2 separate regions of the Urocitellus parryii genome follow, and region 2 is linked to region 1. Evidence: chromatin contacts called from public Hi-C data. All regions are on one chromosome and are shown on one strand. The core of a region is the stretch at or near the end of the contact, and the rest is flanking DNA. Distances in the headings are between cores, read along the strand shown.

Region 1 (7,084 bases), core at 3,426-5,925:
TATTTATCATCATTATTAAATATCCTCTACCATACATAATTTTGTGCGCTGTACTCTTATACAACTGTCAGCACAGGTTTGTTTATACTGGCGTAACCACAAACACATAATGCATTGCCATATGACATGATGGATCTGATGTCACCAGAGATAAGAACTTTCTAGCTGCATTTATAATTGTATGAGACCACTGTTCTGTATGTACTTAACTATATTTTGCACTCTCTACCTGAATCCAAATAGACTGGGATTAAATGAGATTTCAAAAAGTAAGAAAATTTCTTAAAGGTTAAAAAAGTTATACTGCTTTATAAAAATACTTATATATTTAAAATACAATATGATGTATGTGTTTTTTCAGAGTTTTCCTATTTGTCTGAGTTTTTATATTGTAACCACAACCAACTCATGCTAGTCAAATCCAGATGCATAAGCTAATCTGTTAAATAGTATCAAATGTTTATACAATTTATTTGGTAATAATGGTTTGTAGCCTGACTGGCTGACACCTTCAAAAGAATAAATGAAAGAAGTGATCTAGAGGTGGCATGTACTGGTCCCTAAAACAGCTCTTCATATAGCAATTTTACTATCCATTGTGCTGCTTTTCAGAGGCAGAGCCATATATGTGCAACTTAATATAACAAATGATGAATATCACTGATGAACACGTGCTTGCAAATCAATAAGTGAAATATTAGAAGCCCAATGGGAAAAAAGGCATAGGACATCAGTAGGCATAGAATACAACTGGAAATGTGTAGAAACACAAATGGAAAATAAAATGTAAAAAAATCTTCAATGATATCACTAATAATCAAATAAATGTTAAACTGTTATAACTTTTTCCTTGTGAAATTGGCAAAGATGAGGCTGGTTATGTGACTGTGCTTTGCGTGAGACAGACCCTGGGTTTGATACCTAGCAAAGATGAAAATGGGGATACCTCAGTATTGGTAATAACATGAGCAAAGTATAACCTTTCTGGTGGATGCCCTAGCAGTACGTACACAAAACAGTGCTTTCACGTTTATACTCAGCAATTTCATGTCTACAAAGTCATCCTAAAGAAATAATCTGACTCTGAATCTGAACTGAAAGTTATTCTCTTGAGAATATGAATAGTTTTTTAAAAGAAAATATCTAACAAAAGGTTGGTTAAATACACAACAGTAACTCATCCATACCTAAAAGACATTAAAAAGATAATGTAGGGGCTGAGGCATAGCATGGTGGCATGTTGAAAGCCACAGTTTAGTCAGAATGACGCCTGGCATTTTTGCCAGAGGGAATGGTTGAATGGTGACCCTGCTCTGGGATTAGGGCGGATCCTGCTGGGATTAGGGCGGATCCTGCACCGGTGAGAGTTCAGGAATAAAGGTTGCTGTTTGAACCTACAAGGCTGTGTGGCAGCTTGGTTATTTTGTGCCCAGCCAGACTGCGGCAGTGGCAGAATGCTGGCCTAGCATGCACAAGGCCAAGGTTCCAGCCCCACACCACAAAAAATAAATACTAATAATAAATAAAATATAAACAAATAGGGCTGGGAATATAGTTCAGTGATAAGAGAATTTGCCTAGCATACATGAGGTCATGGGTTCAATCCCCAGTACTGCAAAATAAATAAATGATAATTTTAGTTCTGAAAATGAAAGATGCTCCATATATAAGCTGTATCATAAAACACTGAATATAATCTCATTTTTCTAAATAACTGTGTTTAGACATATTCATTTAGGTCAAGGGATAGCAATATAGCTCAGTGATTGAGCATTTGCCTAGCATGTGTGAAGCCCCAGGTTCAATCTCCAGCAACCAACTCTCTCTCTCTCTCACACACACACACAGTCAAGAAGAGAGGCTGACAAATCTTTTTATGTGACAGATCAGTAAATAAATCTTTTAGGTTTGTGGGTGATATGGTCTGTCAAACTTGCTCCATTATCCTTATAATGGGAAAGCAGTCATAGATAATATGTAAATAAACATGAGTAACCAATTCTGATAAAACACTAAAATTTGAATTTCACACAATTACTATTTGTCACAAAATAGTCTTTAAAGGAATTTTTTTTCAATCACTTACAAATGAAAAAAAAAATGCTCATGGCTCTAGTTCATACAAAATGGGTCTCAGGCCACTTTAGGCCTCAAGCTATGGGCAGTCAACCCCATGTCTAGAATATACAGTAAAGCATCATCAATGGATATCTTTTGAAGATGGGATTACAGTGTCATTTTTTTAATTACTTTTCTTAATTTTGTGATTTCTATCAATAGAACAAAATAAAAAATCAAATATCTGAGTGCTGAATAGAAATCAACATGTTGAACAGCAGTGATACAGCAAGACTGCCCAAGAAAACAAACTGTAGAAACTGAAGTTTATCAGTACTTCAGTATCTACTGTACTATGCTGTCTCCCCTTGCCCGGCTTTTTCAGGCTATTTGCTTTCTTCATTCCTTTCCTTATGTCCATTAATTCACCAGTTACCCACATCTATTTCTTTTATGTTCATCAATCATGTCAGCCCAATAATTCTTTCACATCTCAGGTAAAGTTATGTTTGACAGTGCCAGCTCAATAGCTTCCAATGAAATAACCTTGAACACTTCCATGTTCATTAAGTTAAACTCCTTAGACATGGACTCAAGTTCCTTCACAAGCAATCTGACCTTACTCTGAGAATTCTGAATCACTCTCTTATGGTAGGAATCCTAAACTTCAATTAATTAATTACTTCATTTATTTTTGGACTGGGAACTGAACCCCAGCAGTTCTTTACCACTGATCATACTATTTCCCCTGACCTATGTTTTTTTATTTTGAGACAGGGTCTCCCTAAGTTGGTGAAGTGGGCCTCAAACTTGGCACTCTTCCTGTTTCAGCCTCCCAAATTGGTGGGATTATAAGCAAGTACCAATGCACCCAGCCTAAACTTCAATTTAACAGGATTATTCTACTGTGCTCTGAATAAGCCACCTGTCTCTTGTAGTTCTTTATTCCTCTTAAACTATTTACTTCCATAATAGCCATGTTCAACTAATGTAATATTGGGAAGATGAGGGATACAGATGAAATAACCACTATGAATATCCAGTATTTGCCATGTGCTAAAGAAATGGTAGAGATTATGCATCATGTACATTTCCCCTATTTCTTTCCCCTTTAATGGCAAGAATAAAAATATTTTAATACTTGTATTTGTTAAACTATGTTTATGAACTTTATTAATAACCTCAAAGTTAATTGTATTAATCATTTACTGTTTAAAAAAAAACAAAAATACCTCTCAATATTGTTTTGTACTCACACTTCCAGGTTATTGTCCCATCCCCCATTACAGATTTGTAGCTCAGAAGAAATAATTTTACACATCAGTTTCCTATTCAACTCTTAGGATATTGGGTTAAGGTTAAAGAGCAAAATTTTTGCAAGGAGAAAGCCCAAGAGTAGCCCTCCTGAATTCCAGCCCTCCCCTTTCAGTAGCATAATTTTTAGGCAAATTAACTTTTTCTCCTCAACTGTAAAATGAGGATAACTCCTACTTCATAAGACTGTTGTAAAAATTATACGAATTGGTGGAAACAACTGCACAGGGCTTTATACATAGTAAGAGTTCCATAAACAGAAATTAGCAATATAATTATTACTGCTCAAAGCGTAACATTAATGCCTACATTATTTGGTACCTTTGTTTCTGGTGATTTTGAGAATCTGAACACAGGGTTGTGAAACCTGTAGTACATTCTTGTAGTACAACTAAATTAGCGGTGTTCATACTTTTTAATGTGTGCCTTATTTTACTCAACTTCTCTAAAAAGCAAATGGTTAGAGGTAAAGTTTAACTATTGATCATGAAAAAAAGTGAATACATAAAAGAGATGAAATGATATATGGCATATACATACTTCAAAACAACCCGGAGAGGGAACAAGAGTGGCCATAAATTAATAATTACTGAAAATGGGTGAGGCATACATTGAGTTCTTCATATTATTTGCTTAACTTTATAGTCTGAAGATTTTCATAATTTCTTAAAACGCTCAAAGGCCTACTTATCTAGGGCTTCATGCAAATCCTGGGCATGGTCAGGGAAATACATATTGGGAAGTCCTGGGAGGCAAACAGTGACGGCGCAATGCAATCCAGGTGTAGCCGGTTAAACCTCCCAGGCAGAACCCCGGGTATGCTCCTCCCCTGGAGTCCGCGAGGCTGGCTCCACGAGGCCCGGGAGAGGGCACAACACCGAGGGGAAACGCCGCCTGGCGGCCAGCACGGAAACTGGGGTTCCCAAGACCGTCAGGAGACGGGGGAGGGGCAGGAGACGTGGGATAGGTGGGTGGGTGAGCGCGTCCCAGTCCGGTGGGCGAGGCAACTTCTCTCAGCCCCACCGAAGCACCCGGCCCACCAAGGCTCTCGGAACCGCCCGCTGTCTAGCACATCACTGCCTCCCTTCGATCCTGGAGCAGACGCCCGGCCGGCCTATGGAAGCCCGCCGGCCTCCCAGACCCGGGTTACTTCAGCTCCTGCCCTGTTACCGCGGCGTCCCACCGCCGTCAATCCCTGGGCCGCTTCATTTCCCCCCCTGCCAACCGTTCTTCAGAGTCCCCAGACTCACTTACCTCGGCCGCGCGGCAGCCAGCACCTTCTCCTGCTACTCCGGCTTTCAGATTGGCTGTCCCGGGACGTTGCTGTCAATCAGCCAATCCCCGCCCCGAGCCGGGATCAGGCTGACCAATTAACTGTTTGTTCCGGCTCGGAGGCGGGCTCAGGGAGCCGCGGGCGGAAGGTGTGGCTACCACCTCCAGCGCCGGCAGCCACCTTTCCCCGTCGGTGTGCGCACGCGCAGGAGTCCGTGATGGGCGTGTGCTTTCGCCAGGCCTTGGCTTTGTGTCTTCACTGCTCCGCCCTGGGAAATACTTTTGTTTGTAAACGTCATGCTCTAGGTGTGTAGGAAGACCCACATTCTGAAGGTAACCGCAAGTGTGTATTATGCTGTGAGTCTTAATCCTAACCTGTGTTGCACTTTTCGTCCCATGCTGTGGGGACTTGGTTTCACCCAGCAGATCTTTATACTGCGAACCTCACGTCCGGGGTGCCTTTCTGTTTGGGAGGAGTAGGAGAGGGGGTTTGCTCAAAGTGGATGAAGATTTTTACAGTACTGCCTTCAGGTCCAGTGTCTTTGTAGTCTGGATCATTGTGGTACATGCTTCTTAAATACCTAATCTTGCCCTGATAATATGATCCTTGCATGTATAATTAGCCAAATTCAGCAAGGAAATGTGTTTAGGAGTGATAAAACATTAACATGTAGAAGACGACTATCTGTATTTCTTTTTGGCTTTTCAAGAGACTGTTGCTCATTGGCTGTCTCTCTTACCCTCCCATTGCAGTTGTTCCAGGAGGTTACTGGGTAGGTGCTTGAGCTCAGAAGTTCTTGCCCTAAGTGATTCAAGTCTTCCTACCCAAGGAATTCCCTCCTTCAGCAAGAACTTTAAAACATTTACTCAACAAGGACTTATTGGGAGCCTATTATGACAATACAAATATATTTTAAAAACAAAAATCCTTGAACCACGCCTAGAGTGAGGCTACAGGGTAATTTGGAGATTAAAAACACAAATTTAAGAAATGTGATCACATGTTATGATGGAAGTACAAAGGGTCCTAGGAGACTAGTCTGAGCTTACTGGTGGCTTAAGGAACATTTAGGAAGTAGTGGGTGCTTGATTTGAGGTTTACTGAAAAAGCAAGAACTGAGCTGAATGAATGGGGGGTGCAATAGACAGTTGGGTTTCTGGCAAAGGACACTTGTTTCTTCTGAGATACTTCTAAGGTGGATTTACTGCTAAGTTAATGCATGTACTTCAGGGCCCTGACTTTCATTTGCTCTTTCCATGGCCCAAAGGGGGACCTTGGTACGGAGTTCACATGGTCATATGTTGTCTTTACTTTTTTTTTTTGGTACTGGGGACTGAACCCAGAGGTGCTTAACCACTGAGCCACATCCTCAGTCCTTTTTTTGTTGTTGTTGTTTGAGACAGAGTCTCACAGAGCTGCTTAGGGCCTTGCTAAATTGCTGAGGCTGGCCTCAAATTTGTGATTCTTCTACCTCAGCCTCCTGAGTCTCTGGGATTATAGGCTACATGTACCACCATGACCAGCTTGTCTTGTACTTTAAAAAGAATGTGTCCAAATAAAGTCCAGTTAACACCTGTTTTTCCTTTCCAGCTTCCCTTCTTTCACACTTCCCTTTGTCTTAAGTGCCCTTGGAGTGGCCCTGAACATTTTTGGAATCTGGGCCACTTCGCCATAAGTTATTGCTGTCTCTCCCAATAATGGAATGACTTTTAGGAATTCTCCTAGTCTAGCTGTATACCATCTCACTTAATGCTGGGATACAAATGGACTGTCATAGTTGTTTGACACTGGAAGTATGTGGCTAGTGAAGGAAAAAAGAGGGTTTGAAATGTGTTGAGCTTGAAGCTAATGTTTGGGGAAATCTTACAGTCATCACACTTAAAGTTACAAACAGGATACTTTGCCTTTTGTTTTTAGTAAACTTATTTTAGATTCGCAGAAAAATCGCAAAAAGAGTGGATGAAATTCCTTTGTATCCCTCATCTATTTTCCTTTAATGTTAGCATCTTATATTACTGGAATACATTTATAAAATGAAACAACCAGCATTGGTACATTATTATGGACTAGACTGCACACTTTATTTAGATTCTACTAATGTCCTTTTTCTCTTTCAGGATCGTATCCGAGATGTCACATTGCATTTAGTCATCATGTGTCCTTAGTCTCCTCTGGTTTGTGAAAATTTCTTACTTTTTTGTTTTTCATGATCTTGATATAGCCATGACAGGTTTGGGTATCTGCTCAGGTATTTTGTAAAATGTCCCACGGTTTGAGTTGCCTGATACTTGCACATAATTGGACTGTGATTATAGGGTTTGAGGAAAATATAGTGAGATGCTTGTTTCATCATATAATATCAGCATAATTTAATAATGGTGTTAACTTTTATCATCTGATCAGCATCGTGTTTGCTAGTTTCTCCACTATAAAGTTGCG
Region 2 (7,084 bases), core at 1,556-4,055, 660 kb before region 1:
TAAAGTTAAAACTAAAAAGAGCAGTGTAGCTTTTAGCTCTAGCAGCAAAAATGCCCCTCATGCTGGATCTACTGTCATTTTCAGAGATTTTACTAAGATCAAACCAGCACAGGCCAATTTCACAAGTGAATCAAAAGATAGTAATGTTCCAAATATGGATTTTGTGGGTCACTTTCTCTTTCCCAGACTCTACTTGACTTCAAGCTTAAAAAAAAAAAAATGGGGTTATCAGTGTTGAGGAAGGCAGGTATTTTCTGGATTAACAAGGTTAATCACCATTATTTGCAGAGTACCCCAAGTTTATCATTTATAGATGTCAATATGTTCTGGTTGACAAATGTCAAGCATTCCTTACAAAGAGACATCCATCAGTTATTGTACTTTTAATACTATATGTTATACCAAAATAAGTTTTGAGTTTTTCTGATAAAAGTAGCTTGCTGAAACTAGTATAATATAACTGCTTTTGTATTTAAATAGAAAGTAAACAATAATCTGTACTGGACATCCAGATCACTGTTTTCAAGTACAACTTCCACCAATAATCAAAAAGTAAAAAGCAATGCTAGATACAGACACATTTATTAAATAACCTCACAACAGTTTATTTATTTAGGTGCTGAGGATTGAACCCAGTGCCTCATGTATGCTAGGTGAGTGCTCTACCACTGAGCTACAGCCCCAGCCCCACAACAGTTTCTTTAAATCAACTTAGGAAAATGTCATCTTTCCTCTCCCCTCCCAGATCTGATGAGCATAACAAAACCTTGTTACAAAAATAACAAATGCTAAAATATATAAATTAATCTACCATAAGTCTCTGAAATGTCACCAACTCTCCTTCACCCCTTAACCCCAAAGTAAAATGCCCAAATTATTTTTCTAACCCTTGTGTCCTCAAATATACCCTTCATCACTAGCTAAGGTCTCGTTTGTAGGAAAGACTTTGATCTGTACAGTCGAACAACACTTACATACTTTCTTGAGGAGAGGACAATTTTGTCCTTTCAACCTCAAACTCAATGAAGACAGTGGTCCCGCCCTGCGACAGTACCAAAAACTTAACATTTAGCATACAGTTCGTTCTTTACAGAACAGGTCCAAGGGTGAATGAAGTGTTACTTCCTCCTCTTTCCTCCTTGGTGCTGTCCGCCTTTTCTCTTGCCACCCAAGCCAGGTGGCCCGGAATGCATCTTGCCTCCCAAATTTCCTTTTCTCTTCCCCTTCTGGCTGGGCGGGCCGCCTTTCCTCTTGCCTCCTGGACCCTGCCGGTTCCCTTTTCTCTTGCCCTTCTGGCTCATTTTTCTCCTCTTGGCGGCCTCCTCCTGGTCCTCTTCTCTCATCTGCTTGTTGGTGGCTCTCGTCACATCCAGCTGAGGCTTTTTGCTGTTCATGACTCGAAGTAGCTCCAACTGGTTCTTTTTCTCGGCTGCGAAGTCCCCAAAAAGGGGCTGAAACTTCCTCTTCTTGCCTGAACCCTGAGGAGCCTTCTCCTTGGGGAGGCGCTCCTGGAAGCGCCCCACTGAGGCGGTGGAGATCTTGGCCACTTGCATAGCGCGGCCCAGCTCCTCCTTACTCTGGTGTCCGGTAGGGTGCAAACCGGCCGCGCTGGGCAGCTGCATCTTGTGCGCTCGGGCCAGATTACGCAGCCTGTTCAGCTCGTTCTTGGCTACGCGTTCCTTCTTGGCCTGAATCCGTTTGGCGAACTGGTCTTCTAGGGGGTCGGCGCTACCGGGAACCTCGATCAGCCATTCCTTGGTGTCATCCCGGGCGCGCTTGTAGCCCCAGCGCCGCCGCCACTGGCCGCTCACCTCGTCCCACACTAGATTGGTTTTCTTCTTGGGACGGATGCCCTTAAGGCGCGCGAACTGCTGCCAGCGTGTAAGCGGCCGCGGCCGTGGGATTGGCTTCTCACGCGGCAGGCGCGTGGTGGGCTCCGGCAGCCGGGCCACCAGCGCCTCTTCCACGCGCTCCGTGGGCAGCTGCCACAGCTGGTTGATGAGCAGCTGCGTATTGTCCCGTGCCAAGGCCCGCAGCTCGGCCTCCGGCGTGGGTCCCGCCTGCCGCAGCACAGTCGGGGGGTTGCGGTCGGAAGCCAGCAGGTTACCCAGGTCAAATTCCAGCTCCAGCTCCTTGTGCACTGTGATGCGTTGCAACTTCTCTGCCTCTTCCTGCTCCGCCTTTGCCAGCAGTGCCTCCACGCTCTGGCCCTCCATGGCTCCGGATCGGTCTCCTAGCTTTGAGGTTAATTGTTGAAGTCACCTCTCAAGAGCAGGGCCCAGGGTCCCGGCAACTCAACCACGTGCGGAAGCCCGGTCGCTCAACCCGGAAGACGAAGGTTCGCTTCCGGGTTAGGGGCTTGTGATCCCGGCGACCCAAGGAAAGGCCGGCAGAGGGCGGTGTTGGAGAGCTGATAGGATTAGAAGAGTGACTACAGGCTCGATCCTGGACTACAAGTTCCCGGAACTGGTTGGGGCTGCGGCTCCCAGGATGCAGAGGCAGGAGGCGGTCCCCGGGGACGGACGCGGGCCGGTCAAATTTCTGGGGCTGCGTCAGGTGTGTTACTGGTCCGCTGGGTGTTAAAGTTTCCGTGTAAATCTACCATTTCAATCAAAGATGTGTAGTTAATCACCCCTTCTTGGGCGGGACAAATCATTGCACCATAGTTATAACCCACTTTGGGGGTCCTGGATGTGAGCAGAGACACATCCCACAGATATACATAAAGGTTGTTTTGCCAGGGAGTGGGGCTGGCAGTTACACCGCCCTGAACTGGTGGTGCAGGTGTGCACGGACCCCAGGACCCCAGCGGTAGACGAGGGGGCAAAATTGCAATTGTATGCAGTGGAGGGGAGAAATAAAGAATGTCCACCTGCTTCTGCCCCTTTCAATGCTTTATTCACTCAAATTACTCAATACAATTTCACTCTATAGGTTCTTAATCAAGAAAACACAATCCTTAATGCTAGGCACTGCAATAGACATAATCCACAGCAAACAAGTCTAGATTAATTAATTCTCAGCGCTGCAAAACACACTTAATCATGACAGGCTAATGACAGACACTCCCTCTGCATGCTAAGTTTAATTCTTAAGCCTTAGGCTTTAAGTCCAGCAGATGCACACTCACTCAGACCACGGTGATCAGGTCTGGAACCAAGGCAGGCTTTTCCTGGTGAGGAGTGGACTACTGATTGAGGAGAGGGTCTTAGGGAGAAGTTGCGGTTCTCACCAAGGTCCAGATGAGATGGTAGAGTTTGAGAGTGGTGAGGATCATGCAGAGGCTCAGGAAACGATGACAAGTGATGGGATGTCAGGTCCTCATCAGGCTCTCCAGCTCCAGTGCATCCTTGTTTCAGCTGGCTGAATCCCTGTTCATTGGCTCTATTATTTATACTAAAATTTGGAGCTTTTGACCCCCCCTTTTAATCCTTATCAGCTACCACTGGATTTCTCAGTGACATCATTTACTGCGGGGTCAGAAACATCTGGTCTGGTGGTCTCCACCCTGATCTTATTGCCTTTCCCGCTCAGGTGAGGACAGCCTGCCAGGGGCTTCACTCTGTTTATCAGGGTGAAGGAAAATAACTTGTTTGAGGCCATACTGGAGGGCTCTGTGGGTGTGCCTGGTGAGACTGCAGGTTTCAAACTGGAGTTTTAAAATGGAGTTGGTTAGGCTCAGGCCTAAGGCCATCCTCACAAGACCCCAGAGTTGACTCAGAGCTCCGGGAGGGTCTGTTGCTTTCCTGGCAAAAGAGCACCCAGCTCTGCAGTTACACTGCTTGGTTCCAGTTCCTGGCTGTGAGAATGTTTGACCTTGGGCTAGGCTATTTAACTTGGTTAGGCCTTTAAAAAAAACCTTTAATATAGGAATATTAGCCACATAAATTTTTATAGCAGCTTACCTCATAATAGCTAAACTATGGACTCAACCTAGGTACACAATAGAATATTACTCAGCCTTAAAGAAGAACAAAATTATGGCATTTGCAGGTAAATGGATGGAGCTGGAGAACATCATGTTAAGGGAAATAAGCCAATCCCAAAGATCCAAAGGCTGAATGTTTTCTCTGATATGGAGATGCTAATTCACAATAAGGGAGGAGAGCTAGGAAAGAATAGAGATACTTTGGCTTAGACAGAGGGAGGAGATGGGTACAGAGGTAGGGAGGATAGTAGAATGATCTGGACATTATTACCCTTTGTGCATATATGATTACATGGCTGGTGTAATTCTACATCATGTACAACCAGAAGAATGAGAAGTTATACTTCATTTATGTATGATGTGTCAAATGTATTCTACTGTCATATATAACTAATTAAAACAACAACAAAAAAGGATGAGGCTACTAATGGTAATCACATCCTAGGGCTATTATGAAGATAAATAGGTAAATACACCCCAAGGGAGGCTTAGACTAGGGTCTGGAATATAAATACTCAATAAAAGTTAGCTAAATATTAATTATTATTTAATCTTCATCATGGCCAGTGAACAATGCAGTGTTATATAGTGTTTAAAAATTAGGTTTCTTGGGTTAATCCATCTCAGTTTACCATTTACTAGTTTTCCTTGGACAGTTTGTTTAACCTAAGCCCTATTCATAAGAATGAAATGTTAGTTCTTGGTACATGGTGAGAACTCAATAAACATTAACTATATATTGTTACTAACTCTTTGTTATTTCCACTGATGAAAAAGGAAGGCTTACAGAGTGAGTCGACTTATGTAATACAACTAGGACATGTGGGAGCAGGATCTTCACTCTGGCTTTAAGACTACATACATATCTTCTGCAATGCCATCCAAGCTTTTAATACTAACAAAACAAAACAAAAAAAGTGCGGTCCTGTGACTGGAAAAATAGCATTACCTGGGCGCTTGTTTGAATGTGGAATCTCAAGCCTCCTCCTAACTGTAATTTATCAGAACCTTCATCAATCTAGGTGATTAGTATGTAATTTCAAGTTTTGGAGACACTACAGATTGTGTGGTTTGCAAGGTTCATTTTCCTTTTAAGAGGGGATTATGTTGGAGAACCGTAGCAGTTATTACGTTAACTAATTTCAACCTTAAAACTTTGGGAATTTGCCTAGGAGACAGTAAAGATATTGCTACTTTGGGCTTTGCTTTGCCTCTGATTTATTATTTCACCCAGTGAACATTTAATTGAATGGCTATCATGTGCCAGGCACTAGATATAAAAGTAATTGAGACCTTTTGAAACATGGGAAAAGAAATATAGGTATAGAGAAATTTACTATATAGTGTGATTGAACTTTTAATAGAAAGTACAGCTGTTAGGATTAGCTCCACTTTCAGTTTTCTGAATTAGGGAAAAAGAGCAGGGATTGTTTCTTTCTCAATGGATGCAATGCTGTTTGGTCTGGATCATACAGTTCACCTCTTAATTGAATTTTAATAGTTTTTTGTTCACTAGTTTTTTAGAGCCCAAATAGATTTTAATTTCCTTGAAGGCTGGAGACTTAACTTTCACTTCCATATAGCACTGGGCATAAAACAGTATTCAATATATTACTATTGAAAAACTAAATATTATAGGCTTTCTAATTAAAATAATATTAATTTTCATTCTGTTAGATTTGAGTGGAGTAAAAGTAGTAAGACTGAGATGTGGAAGTCTCAAAAATCTCTTACTGAGACAAGTGGGTGGGTGGTGGTCTTTAGCTTGCATTTCTTGTCATACTTATTTTAGGCAAGACTATACAGTGTCAAGAAAAAGAAAGCCTACTAGAAATGTATAAATATGTGTAAATATATTTTAATAGTATGGCAAATGGTGGTACACATTGTCTTTTCTCTTTATTTCTCTTCTTCATTTACTCCTATAAATTCAGAGAGACCCCAAGTGTGGTCATCAGATCTTACTTCTTTTCTCTGTATACTTACTCTCTATGCCATTTCATCCATTCATATGGTCTCAGCTGCCACTTTTGTGCATACAGTTTTTTTTGGTGTGTGTGTGTGTGTGTGTGTGTGTGCACATAGTTCTTAAAAGTATATTTTTATTGCTTTCTTTTTCAAAGGTTTAGGCTGAAATTTCTAACACTTGCTCGACTGTTTCACCATACTCTAATCTCAGTAGGTATAAAACTATATAACATATAATTTACCCTCAAATTAACTTCTTCTATCATCTATCCATTCATCATTTCCACCCCCAGCAAATGTTGATAGAAGGCCTTTGATGCCTGAGGAATACAATGAGAATGATTGTTAGTAAAAGCAGTTCCGGTTGATATTATCATCATTCTGGTCAACTAATTTGGGCTTGAAATGGTGAAGTCAGCCTTGACATCTCCTGTTTCCAAATTCAATCTGTTCAAAAATCCTGTTTGTCTCTATATTGTACCCTTTCCAGCCCCACTGCCATGACTAAATTGGTTAGCATTTTGTCATTGTCACCAAAATACCTGACATAAACAACTTAAAGGAGGAAAGATTTACTTTGGCTTCATGGTTTAGACATTTTAGTCCATAGTTGGAGGCTTCTTTGGGTCTGAGGTGAGGCAGAACATTAAGAAAGAAGATCTTGTTAGAGGGCTGGGGATACAGCTCAGTGGTAGACCAATAGAAAGCTTGACTAGCCTATATGAGGCCCTAGGTTCAATTCCAGTATTGCTAAAGGGGGAAAAAAAAGGCATGCTAGAAAAATGCTATTCACCTTAAGACACTCAGGAAGCAAAGAGAAAGACAGAGGCTGGGAACAAGATAGATAAGTCCCAAGAGCATACTACCAAGGACCCATTCCCTTCAACTTCCTGTAGTAATTCCAACAGTTATTTGGAATATATAATGATCCTCCTACATTTTATGCCACCTTTCAATAATTTATTCAGCTATGAATTCCTCAGTGGATTAATTAATTGATCAGGTTAAAGCCCTCATGATCCAATCACTTCCTCAAAGCCTACCTTTGAACATTGCTGCATTGGGGACCACGTCTTCAACATGAGTCTTTGGGGAATATTTAGTATCCAAGCCATAATAGTGACCTTACCAGTGTCCTATACTGTATCTCTTCCATCTGCTTCTCCAGATCCTCTTTTCACTCTGCTT

Evidence for each region. A called contact is a pair of places that touch in the nucleus more often than the background predicts.
Region 2: a contact with region 1 is called in a Hi-C map of liver, with 10 times the contacts expected there. The contact joins the promoter of Rrs1 here to the promoter of Mtfr1 in region 1. A contact is called at or near these places in 2 of 2 Hi-C or Micro-C datasets (liver and muscle).

What each region holds. Positions count from the first base shown.
Region 1 is chr7:67,687,664-67,694,747 of mUroPar1.hap1, reverse strand. Mtfr1 (mitochondrial fission regulator 1) reads right to left here and starts at 4,675. Exons shown (of 8, transcript XM_026410036.2): 1 at 4,627-4,675.
Region 2 is chr7:68,342,045-68,349,128 of mUroPar1.hap1, reverse strand. It overlaps Rrs1 (regulator of ribosome synthesis 1), which reads right to left and starts at 2,805. Exons shown (of 1, transcript XM_026410014.2): 1 at 552-2,805. The coding sequence starts at 2,216. The coding sequence ends at 1,119.